Linked DNA regions of Bombyx mori: region 1 is linked to region 2. The links are chromatin contacts, called in public Hi-C maps. All regions are on one chromosome and are shown on one strand. Each heading gives the region's core, a stretch centred on a gene start, on an enhancer-like site or on the middle of the called end of the contact. The rest is flanking DNA. Distances are from core to core; before and after follow the strand shown.

What was found. Hi-C and Micro-C count contacts between places; a contact is called where the count stands out from the background.
Region 1: a Hi-C map of midgut shows a contact between it and region 2, with 2.6 times the contacts expected there. The contact joins two enhancer-like sites. A contact is called at or near these places in 2 of 7 Hi-C or Micro-C datasets (midgut and whole pupa).

What each region holds. Positions count from the first base shown.
Region 1 is chr3:6,785,207-6,790,027 of ASM3026992v2, reverse strand. It overlaps LOC101742414 (rap1 GTPase-activating protein 1), which reads right to left. Exons shown (of 15, transcript XM_062675431.1): 15 at 3,917-4,821. Among protein-coding and RNA genes, the nearest start is that of LOC110386177, 80 kb to the left of the region's middle. Within about 2 kb of position 3,442, at least 5 of the 8 cell types and tissues checked have open chromatin away from gene starts, as enhancers often do.
Region 2 is chr3:6,621,222-6,626,158 of ASM3026992v2, reverse strand. It overlaps LOC101742414 (rap1 GTPase-activating protein 1), which reads right to left. Exons shown (of 15, transcript XM_062675431.1): 3 at 2,369-2,510. Among protein-coding and RNA genes, the nearest start is that of Mir3237, 43 kb to the left of the region's middle. Within about 2 kb of position 2,533, at least 8 of the 8 cell types and tissues checked have open chromatin away from gene starts, as enhancers often do.

The sequences.
Region 1 (4,821 bases), core at 2,193-4,692, 160 kb before region 2:
TTCGATATAAAAACACTTCGTCTGAGATGTTTTCGTCAAAGACCCCAAACGTCTTTGACGTAAGTATTGAGTTCAACCGGGAATCTGGACTGTGTGATATAATTATTAGCATTACTAATAACTGAACAAACGGAGCAACGAAATGAAATGCTACATAATTATTTTTAAACATTTTGAATTTATCATATTATCCGTTACAATATTACAAAGACATATCGCATATAAGGTGTATGACTTTATAAGTCACTTATGCAATTTTTGTTAACACTGAACCAAGTATGAGAAAATACATTTTTTAATAGTTATTAGCGAGACGAGAGAGATATTTGTTTTTACTGATGGAGTTTAAAGTTGTAGTTTAAATATTATCATTTTATTTCTATAGCCTAGCATAAATAGTTAATTATAAGAATTAAATAATAAGATGTTGTATTTTCCAAAGTTTCTCCTGAAAAATTACATAATTTGCATAAGTGACGTTATTGCACCGTATGATGGCGATATAGTAACAGAAATAAATCACAGTGTAGCTTAAACATGAACTTACGCTATTCTAAGCGACTTGTCTATATGTGTTCTGTTTCTTGAAGCTGAAATGACTCCTGACAAGACTAGAAAACGGGACAAACATCAAAATTCCCGTCGAGTGTCTCCGCGAAGAAAAGCCACGATTTCTAAAGAAACTTTTGAAATAAACTCGTAATTTTATCTAACTTTTCACGAAACCAGCGACCGGAAATAGCTGGAATCACGTACTTATTCGGTACGAAAGCAGATTTGTTTTCAGTTACGTTTTAAGAACATTTACTCTTTGCACACGGCACTACATTTAAGTGCAATACTTTGACTAGATAGACTAAATTGAAATAGAATACTTTTGACTATACGAAATTGAAAAAGATTTGGCTAGAAACGAAATATTTATTTCATTAACTATGTATAGCAGATAAAAAAAAACGATTGGATTAATAGAAAAGATTATATCCGTGTTTTTTTTCTTTTCTTTTTTTTCTAGTTTTCTTGTTCAAAATGATAAATTTTTCTAAAACTTTTTTTCTTCAAACTTCTTCTAAATATTGTTGAAAGCAAATTTAAATGTTTACTTTAAGCAACATAATATTTTAAAATTCCATATTAATAACGAAAATATTGTGGGTGCGAATTTCAAAACCCGGAGTGAATACGTTCCAAAATTATTACTAAAATTCAAATAGCAAATTAATACAAGGTGTTATAATATGTATATGTATCAAATAGCCTATGAGAATATAGATTCGAACAAAGTAGCGTAAAGTTTAGATTTATAGTCAGCGATATCTCGTATCTTTGTAAGGTTTTACTATCAAGAATTATGAGCTGTCTCATTGCTGCTGGAGGAAAACTTTACGATACTAACCCTATGGACAGTTAGTATAAAAGTGCATATTTTATAGAGTTTGACATGAACATTAAAAAGTTATTGTTTGTTCGGTACCTTTTTGCACAGAAGTTTAACAATAGATATTTTAAGATTACCAGGAAGCATTCCCTTCAATATAAAGATTTGTTATAGTATTTTCTTCGGTTTTCGCGAGACGTAGATAGTGTTATAACGACCCGCCCTCGCTACGCTTCGGAAACATTAAATTTTATTATTGATAGCTGAGTCCCGCGATATTACCCGCGGCTATTGTCGTACCGCGGTTGAAGCCGCGGGACGAAGCTAGTCTAAAAAAATAGCCTAAGTTACTCAAAATCGGTCCAATCGTTCCAGAGATTAGCCGGAACAAACAGACAGACAGATAAAAAATTTAAAAAATGTTATATTGGTGTATGTACCGTATATATTTAGTCTGGCCATAAATGCTGTTACAATTAAAAATAAACAAAATATTACATTTGAATTTGGAATCTGTCATTTTTACATGATTGCTCATTGAGTTTTCTCATTTTGGCGCCAATACATTCATTGTACAATATTTTGCGATATTAAAATGGAGTGGGGTGATAAAGAGAACCCAATCGCTGTGATTGCATTACACAAAGTAGGTATGGAGCCAAATGCAATTTTTAAAACTCTCCATACGCTTGGTATTAGTAAAATGTTTGTGTACCGGGCTATTAATAGGTGCAATGAGACCTCTTCTGTTTGTGACAGAAAAAGATTTGGCCGTCCACGTAGTGTTCGTACGAAAAAGGTGGTCAAAGCAGTAAGGGAAAGAATTCGAAGAAATCCTGTCTGAAAGTAAAAGATTTTATCTCGGGAGATGAAGATAGCACCTAGAACCATGTCGCGTATTTTAAAAGATGACTTAGGACTTGCACCCTATAAGAGACGTACTGGTCATTTCTTAACTGATAATTTAAAAGAGAATAGGGTGGTAAAATCGAAACAACTACTGAAGCGGTACGCAACGTGGGCACTATCCGACTTCAGTGATAGTTTGGTGGGGTATTAGCTATGAAGGAGTGACTGAGCCAAACTTTTGTGAAAAAGGTATCAAAACATCGGCACAAGTGTATCAAGATACCATTATTGAGAAGGTAGTGAAGCCCCTTAACAACACCATGTTCAATAATCAAGAATGGTCCTTCCAGCAAGACTCGGCGCCAGGTCATAAAGCTCGGTCTACGTAGTCTTGGTTGGAAACGAACGTTTCGGACTTCAGACCTGAAGACTGGTCGTCGTCTTGTCCCGATCTTAATCCGCTGGATTATGATTTATGGTTAGTTTTAGAGAGTACGGCTTGCTCTAAACGCCATGATAATTTGGAGTCCCTAAAATAATCCGTACGATTGACAGTGAAAAATGTTCCCATGGAAAGAGTGCGTGTTTCTATTGTTAACGGATTTTTTTATGCTTTTTTTTATTGCTTAGATGATTTGCCACGTCGCTTTTATATTAATTTTTGAATCCTTTATAAACTGAATATTTTGTGCTTTTCGAAGCAATGTTATTTTTTTCAATCTTACAAAACAAAGTTTTCGACATTGTTTTATATTTAAAATTAGGATGTATTCTGTAACGCCATTGTATTTCCCATTTTCTGTTATAGCATCTTCGGGTTTTCTTATTTTTGTTTTTCAACTGGGAATTGTAATTGTGAAAAGCGACACCTATAAAAAATTAAAATAACTATTAGGGTTTGTCCTAGAAATTTACCCAGTTAATACTGAGCTGCACAGATGGAGCTATTTCTCAAAATTTCATGTTAACGTATTATGAAATGTTTTGTTCATTACAATATTAGGGCTCTATAGCGGAGTCGCGAATGATACTAATCCTCAAATACTAATCCTCCGAATCACAATGGACATTTTTTAGTCTAGATTGGTATCTCTAAATACAACAATCATGATGCATTTTTATCACGACGTGATCAAAGATTCAGTTTCTAACCATTATCTCGAAAGAGGAAATTGCACTTACGCGCTTACGCGCTACTACTAAAAGAAACCTTTCACAGTCACAGTCACTTCCATTAACCATTTAACGGCCGTCTGGTGTAGTGGTAAGTGACATGGTCACTACACAAGGGGGTCGCGGCTTCGAATCCCGCCAAGGGAAGATATTTGTATGATAAATTTAATATAAATGTCTTTTCCAGGGTTATGGATGTATATTAAATATATGTATGTGTATAATAAAAATCTTACATTTATATCCGTTATCTGGTACCTGTAACACAAGTTCTACAAGAACTTATCACAGGACCAGTTAACGTGGCATGATTGTTAGTAAAAAAAATTATTTATAAAAATAAAATAAATAAAAAAAGAATTATTTCTAATTATTATTATAAAATAATTACACTAAGCTGTAGAGAGAGCCATCTCTTGGCACATATCAACACTACTAAACAGCACAGTAGCACCATCTAGCAATATACAGACGAAAGGCACTTGTTAAAGGCACTGGACGTTAAATAAAACAACATTTATTTAGGATGTAACTATTCATATATTTCAATAGTATCTCTTAAAAACTACTTTTCTAACGCTCCGCGCTCAATATTTGGTTTAGGTCTAAATGAAGACGAATCAACAGTTAGTTACAATCAACTATTAAATCAACATTCGAACAAAATATCTAAAAGAATACATTTATTTACGAGGCTAAATGTAAACTTAGAAATTGTGTTAGCATACGTCCATCAATCAAACCTTGAATACTGGTTCTAGAAAAAAAAAACCTACACTATTTTAGTGGGGAATGTTAGCTTTGGTATAAAATATTAATTATAAACAACAAAACGTAATCAAACGAACACTCAAAACGAACTTAAATCGAAGCATAAATTATGAAAAAAAAAAATACTGCTTTTCTTATTGAAATCAATAGTCCAGTCGCCATATATGTACATTAACCGGTATACTTAAATTATGCTAAATTACCCAAAGAACAGAAGATTGCACAATACCAAAAGAATAATTGCAAATGCGTACTTCTACGTACAAATATGTACTGGGAAATCATGTAAATAAGTCAAACTATGTCAAAACTAAGAGTCATTGAAATTTCTAAAACACCACATATGACGTCATAAAGTTTTCACTTAATAATTCAGTACTAATAAATTTCTTCTAACATCTAACGCTCGCAATTTATAATAATGAACTATGAATGAACGAACTACGCTTCTTCTAAATTAGTATTTGTAGATATGAGCGTGATATACATTTTAGGAAAACTGAAGTGTGTAGTGGAACAGTAATAGCGTTTGAAATATTGGTAAAAATCAAGATTCTATATGGATCTTAACTAATAAATATAACCTGTCTTCATTCCCGCAGTCGAGAATAAAAGTTGAAGAACACAAGCGGTCTTTTCAAAATACATAA
Region 2 (4,937 bases), core at 1,284-3,783:
AATTTGACAACAGACGTCAAGAACAAAAGTTTGACAATAAATAGTATGCATGCGTGTGTGCGTCAAATACATGGTATGTAGTGTGTGTAATGTTTTCTTTATTGATTTAATGTATCTTTTATGCATTATTTAAAAAAAATATTAGCATTGTGCACTTCTTCTCAATATTCTCTATAAGTGTGGAAAATTTCATCCTCCTCCGTCGCGCAATTTTCGTGAAAATAGATACAGTTTTTGCTTCACGTATTAATATATAGATATTTAAAGAAAAATACAAACCATTTTATTAATTTTATTTTTTATGTTCGTTTTTATGTCTAGACAAATTTCTGACAAATTTCATATGGGAACTATTAATTGACTACAAGCGTGATAAGTTTGAAAAATACTAAAACGGTCATTGACGTTTATAAAAATATATACTATTTTAGTATTACATTCTTTTAAAAGTAAGGTTTCTCTGATGTTCTCTATAAAGTAATAATATATGGATACAATTTTAAATTCAATTTATGGTTCATATTGAATCAACGAGGTACGAGCACGTATTTGCTCAGTATTTTCTTTTTGGTTGAATCCTCTGTTTCTTATAATATCCGCAATAGTTTATTTAATTGTAGCGGGACCGGACATCGGTAGAGATCTTCCTCAAATCATATTAGAGGCTACTTTTAGGGAAAGCCTGAATTGAGTGCCAGTGAATGAAAAAACATCGTGGTATGTTATGCGAAGAGAATATGGTATAGGTAGATAAAAATACCCTGGGTATGAAAATAGACGGTGATGTGAGAAGGGGGCGTACTTGACTGGGATGGACTGAGTGAAAGAGGCTTTGATAGACATGAAATAACTTATGACAGGCCTGAAAAGAACAAAGGGACTTTTTTTTATTGCTTAGATGGGTGGACGAGCTCACAGCCCGCCTGGTGTTAAGTGGCTACTGGAGCCCATAGACATCTACAACGTAAATGCGCCACCCACCTTGAGATATAAGTTCTACGATCTCAGTATAGTTACAACGGCTGCCCTACCCTTCAGACCGAAACGCATTACTGCTTCACGGCAGAAATAGGCAGGGCGGTGGTACCTACCCGCGCGGACTCACAAGAGGTCCTACCACCAGTGGACATGCTGTGCCGATCCCATATAATGTGGCATAAGGGCTAAAAGAACAAGATTAGAGGCCACTTTTATCTCGATTCTGTACGATGACCTATTCAGCAAATGGTCCACTACAAATTTAACGCATGTCTTGAAGCTAGGCTCATATAGAATATAATATCAATAAGTAATATTTAAGTAAATTGAAGATATGTCTTCAGAAACATCAGTATTCAAAACATAAGCTATGTCGGCCTGATTAAAGCATTCATACAAGGATGTGTCTTTTACAAAAATACAAAGAAAACCCACAGCAACTCTCTCAGCGTCTTCACGGCCGTGGTTCTTGAGTGATACGCTCTGCTTGCCACCCCTGTCTCCGGCATCCGGTCCTTACACTAGCCATCGCGTTTCCGGCGATTATTTCGAGTTAACGAACTTGTTGACTGTTGACCCTTGAAATTGTGGTTCTTCCCTTTCTGATCGCAGGCCGTGTTTTAAGCCCGCACGGATATGCACCACCATCCTGTCTATCTACCATCTCTTTCGGTTGGAATGGTGGGATAGCGGTTATATAATACAAATGAGACTTCAGCTCAGGCGAGTGATGGAATTCACGTTGTGGAAGCCCACAGAGTCATAACGCAAAATACATATATTTTTTATGGTTTTATTTGAGAAACTTAATTCAAATTGTTCAAATGATTGTAAATATAGAGATTGTTATTATGTTATTAATATGACATTTGGACCAATAGGAGCCTTTTAATTTTTTTTACGCAAATTAAAAAAAATGGTTTAAAAATTTAATATCAGAAATCAAGCGAATACACTTCCAAACAAAATACTGTGGGTATTCGTGGGAACTTGCTAGGTCTAGTGTTGGTAAATTCTTTAAGGTTGAGCCTATGAGCTCACCTACCCGGCGGGAAATTGGTACACTAATCCACAAATATAAAAACTTTATATTTACACGCTGTATTATATTCCAGAAAAAAAATATCTTATAATCGTAATCCACAATTCTACAGAATACAACATAATATTAATGTATATCTTTAAAAAAAATTTTCATCGTTTTCATAAACAGTTTTAGGTTAACTACAAGAGAGCCATCTAGTAAATTATTGAACAATTTAAAACTATATTTTACAGTGCCATCTAGCGACCTTTAATAAACTACAGTCGTATAAAATTGCTCACAGATGGCAGGCTTAGAAACTACTAAACTTCATCGGAAGTTTAAAACAAACATAGCTGTTCTTACCTGAGAAAAATATGGTGGAAGTACTGCCCTTTGATCGTCTAATCGCGAACACTGTACTCGTTCAAGTAGCTCAAATAACTCGTGTTGAGCACGAGTACCCGCCGCTGTTGAAGAGCTCCATGGCGCCGACACGTGCTGCCGCCTGTTGACAGAATTACAAACTATCTTGAATCCATTTTTAGTACGTTAATGCAACGCTAGATGTCATTATAAACTATTTTTCATTTTTGATTGTTATTATGAAATTATTATTTAGATACCTAAGTAATATTCCCTTATGAAATGTGTTTTTTTAAATATTTAAATCGTTTCCATTATTTAAGTTTGCAACATTCAACATCATTATTATCAGCCAATATACTGGTATTTGAATGTATAAAAACTACGTAAGTTTTCTATGAAAAAATAAAGAACAAATTAAATTAGAATATAATTTAGCCATAGCAAATGCCAATTTATGGTGCAAAATGGCCCACTGAGTTTCTCACCGGATTTTCTCAGTGGGTCGCGTCTCCGATCCGGAGGTAGATTCTGCGAAGCACTGCTCTTGCTAGGGTCAGTGTTAGCATCACTCCAGTTTGAGCCCCGTGAGCTCACCTACTAGTTAAGGTTACGTTGAAATAGCCTCTCAAGGCTATCAGCTGAGGTAGGAAAAAAAATATGCAAAATGAGACGAAATCAAAAATATTTTAATTATAATAATAAGTTTCCACGATGACACTCGGAAAGATGTTTTTAAATTTCAAGATTCAATTACTAGAAGATCGTTTTTTTTTTCCTACCTAAGCTGAGAGCCTTGAGAGGCTATTTCAGCGTAACCCTAACGTTTGTAGGTGAGCTCACGGGGCTCAAACCTGATGACGTTGCTAACACGAACCCTAGCAAGAGCCGTGCTTCGCAGAATCTACCACCGGATCGGAAACGCGACCCACTGAGAAGATCCGGCGAGAAACTCAGTGGGCTGTGTCTGGGAGTTAATTTACTCGTCGAGCCCTTCGTCGCAAGCGACGGGTTCGACGAGAACGGTGACCGGTGCTTGAAGTACCTAGAAGCACCGTTAGTGGATCGGGAGGATCCGAGATGACGTGTTTTGGGCGACGTCGACTGATTCCATTCTGTTCGCAGGATCGGGAATGTGAAGATCGTAACATCTAGGTATAGGACATAACTTAGTGGTCTTGTAAGCGGCCTCTACAGAGGCAAATGATCAATATTTTTTATCATCATTATAAGTTTATTCAAACACGTTTTATTCTTATTTATGAACCCCGAATAAATAGCCCGACGCCAAATCCAATGCGTTGAAGATTCCAACAATACAGTTCGTTAGGACTTGGCGAATAAAATACACAAATATTGGTCTGAAACTTGAACATTGTTTTATTTTGTTTTCTTCTCTTTAAGCTTTATTTAGGTTCGTTTACATTTTATAAAGTATATTTAGTGGAGATGTGTTTGAATTTTCTATTCATTTGTACTTAATGGGTGATGCATTTTTTTTATTTATATTACCCGTGATATAGACGTAATAATATTATTAAAACGCGTTGCTAATTGAAAAACTGTGATGAAAACTAAACGAAAGTAAAACATACATATATTTACATCAATATACAGCGACCATGTCAACGGTATTTTAAAATAATATTGTTCACTTAACCCTTTCGATGCATACTTCATAAGTATAACAAACACTCAAAATTTTCAATGCGGTGTCATAAATAATAATGACAGCAAAAAAATTCAAGAGAACCGTTTCGAAGAATTATACGGTAATAATATTGCATAAACAAAACGCCATGCGACAGACAGCTCCATCTGTCGGTCGATAACAAAACTTTGTTATAATTACGCGCGTCCCCGCGATTTATGTGTCAATTAACTGACCATTCATCGGGTCCCTTTGCTCTTGTACCGTTGTACTTATGCCCTACGGTCAAGATAATGAGTTTCCGAATGAAATCTCCCCAGCTTTATACAGAACCAGTGCCGGTTCAATCAACGATTGTTTGTGTTTCGACTTAGCCTTATTTAGTTCGAAGGGTGTTTTGTAAAAGCAATAAATTTGATTGGCAGATGTTCTTGTCTTCCGTACGTTTATCTTTTAACTAGCAGCCCGCTCCGGCTTCGCTCGGGTGTTAACAAACATTTCATAATAAATAATTATAATACACACACATCAACCCTTGTACTTGCGTCAAGTTACTAAAAGAAATATTCTAAATATATTATTATTTTAATGAACTTTTATTTTCATTTAAATTATATTGTTTCCTATTTTTTATTATTTTTCTAATTTTCGTAAAAAGGTTATACATACAAAACAAAAGCCATTGAGTTTGTTGAGTCAGAGCTTCCCGGTAAGTGATATTTGACATTGTTTCATTTTTTTAAATAAAATAACACTTATTGTGACATAACTAGGGTAGTTAGACATAATTATGCTGTCGCGACACTTTTTGTAAGTAATAATGTGTTCTACAAAGTCATAGTACATTATTTTATTCTATCATCAATAGTTTTCGCTCACGCGATTTAAATAATATTTTAGGTACTTTTTTTACACCTT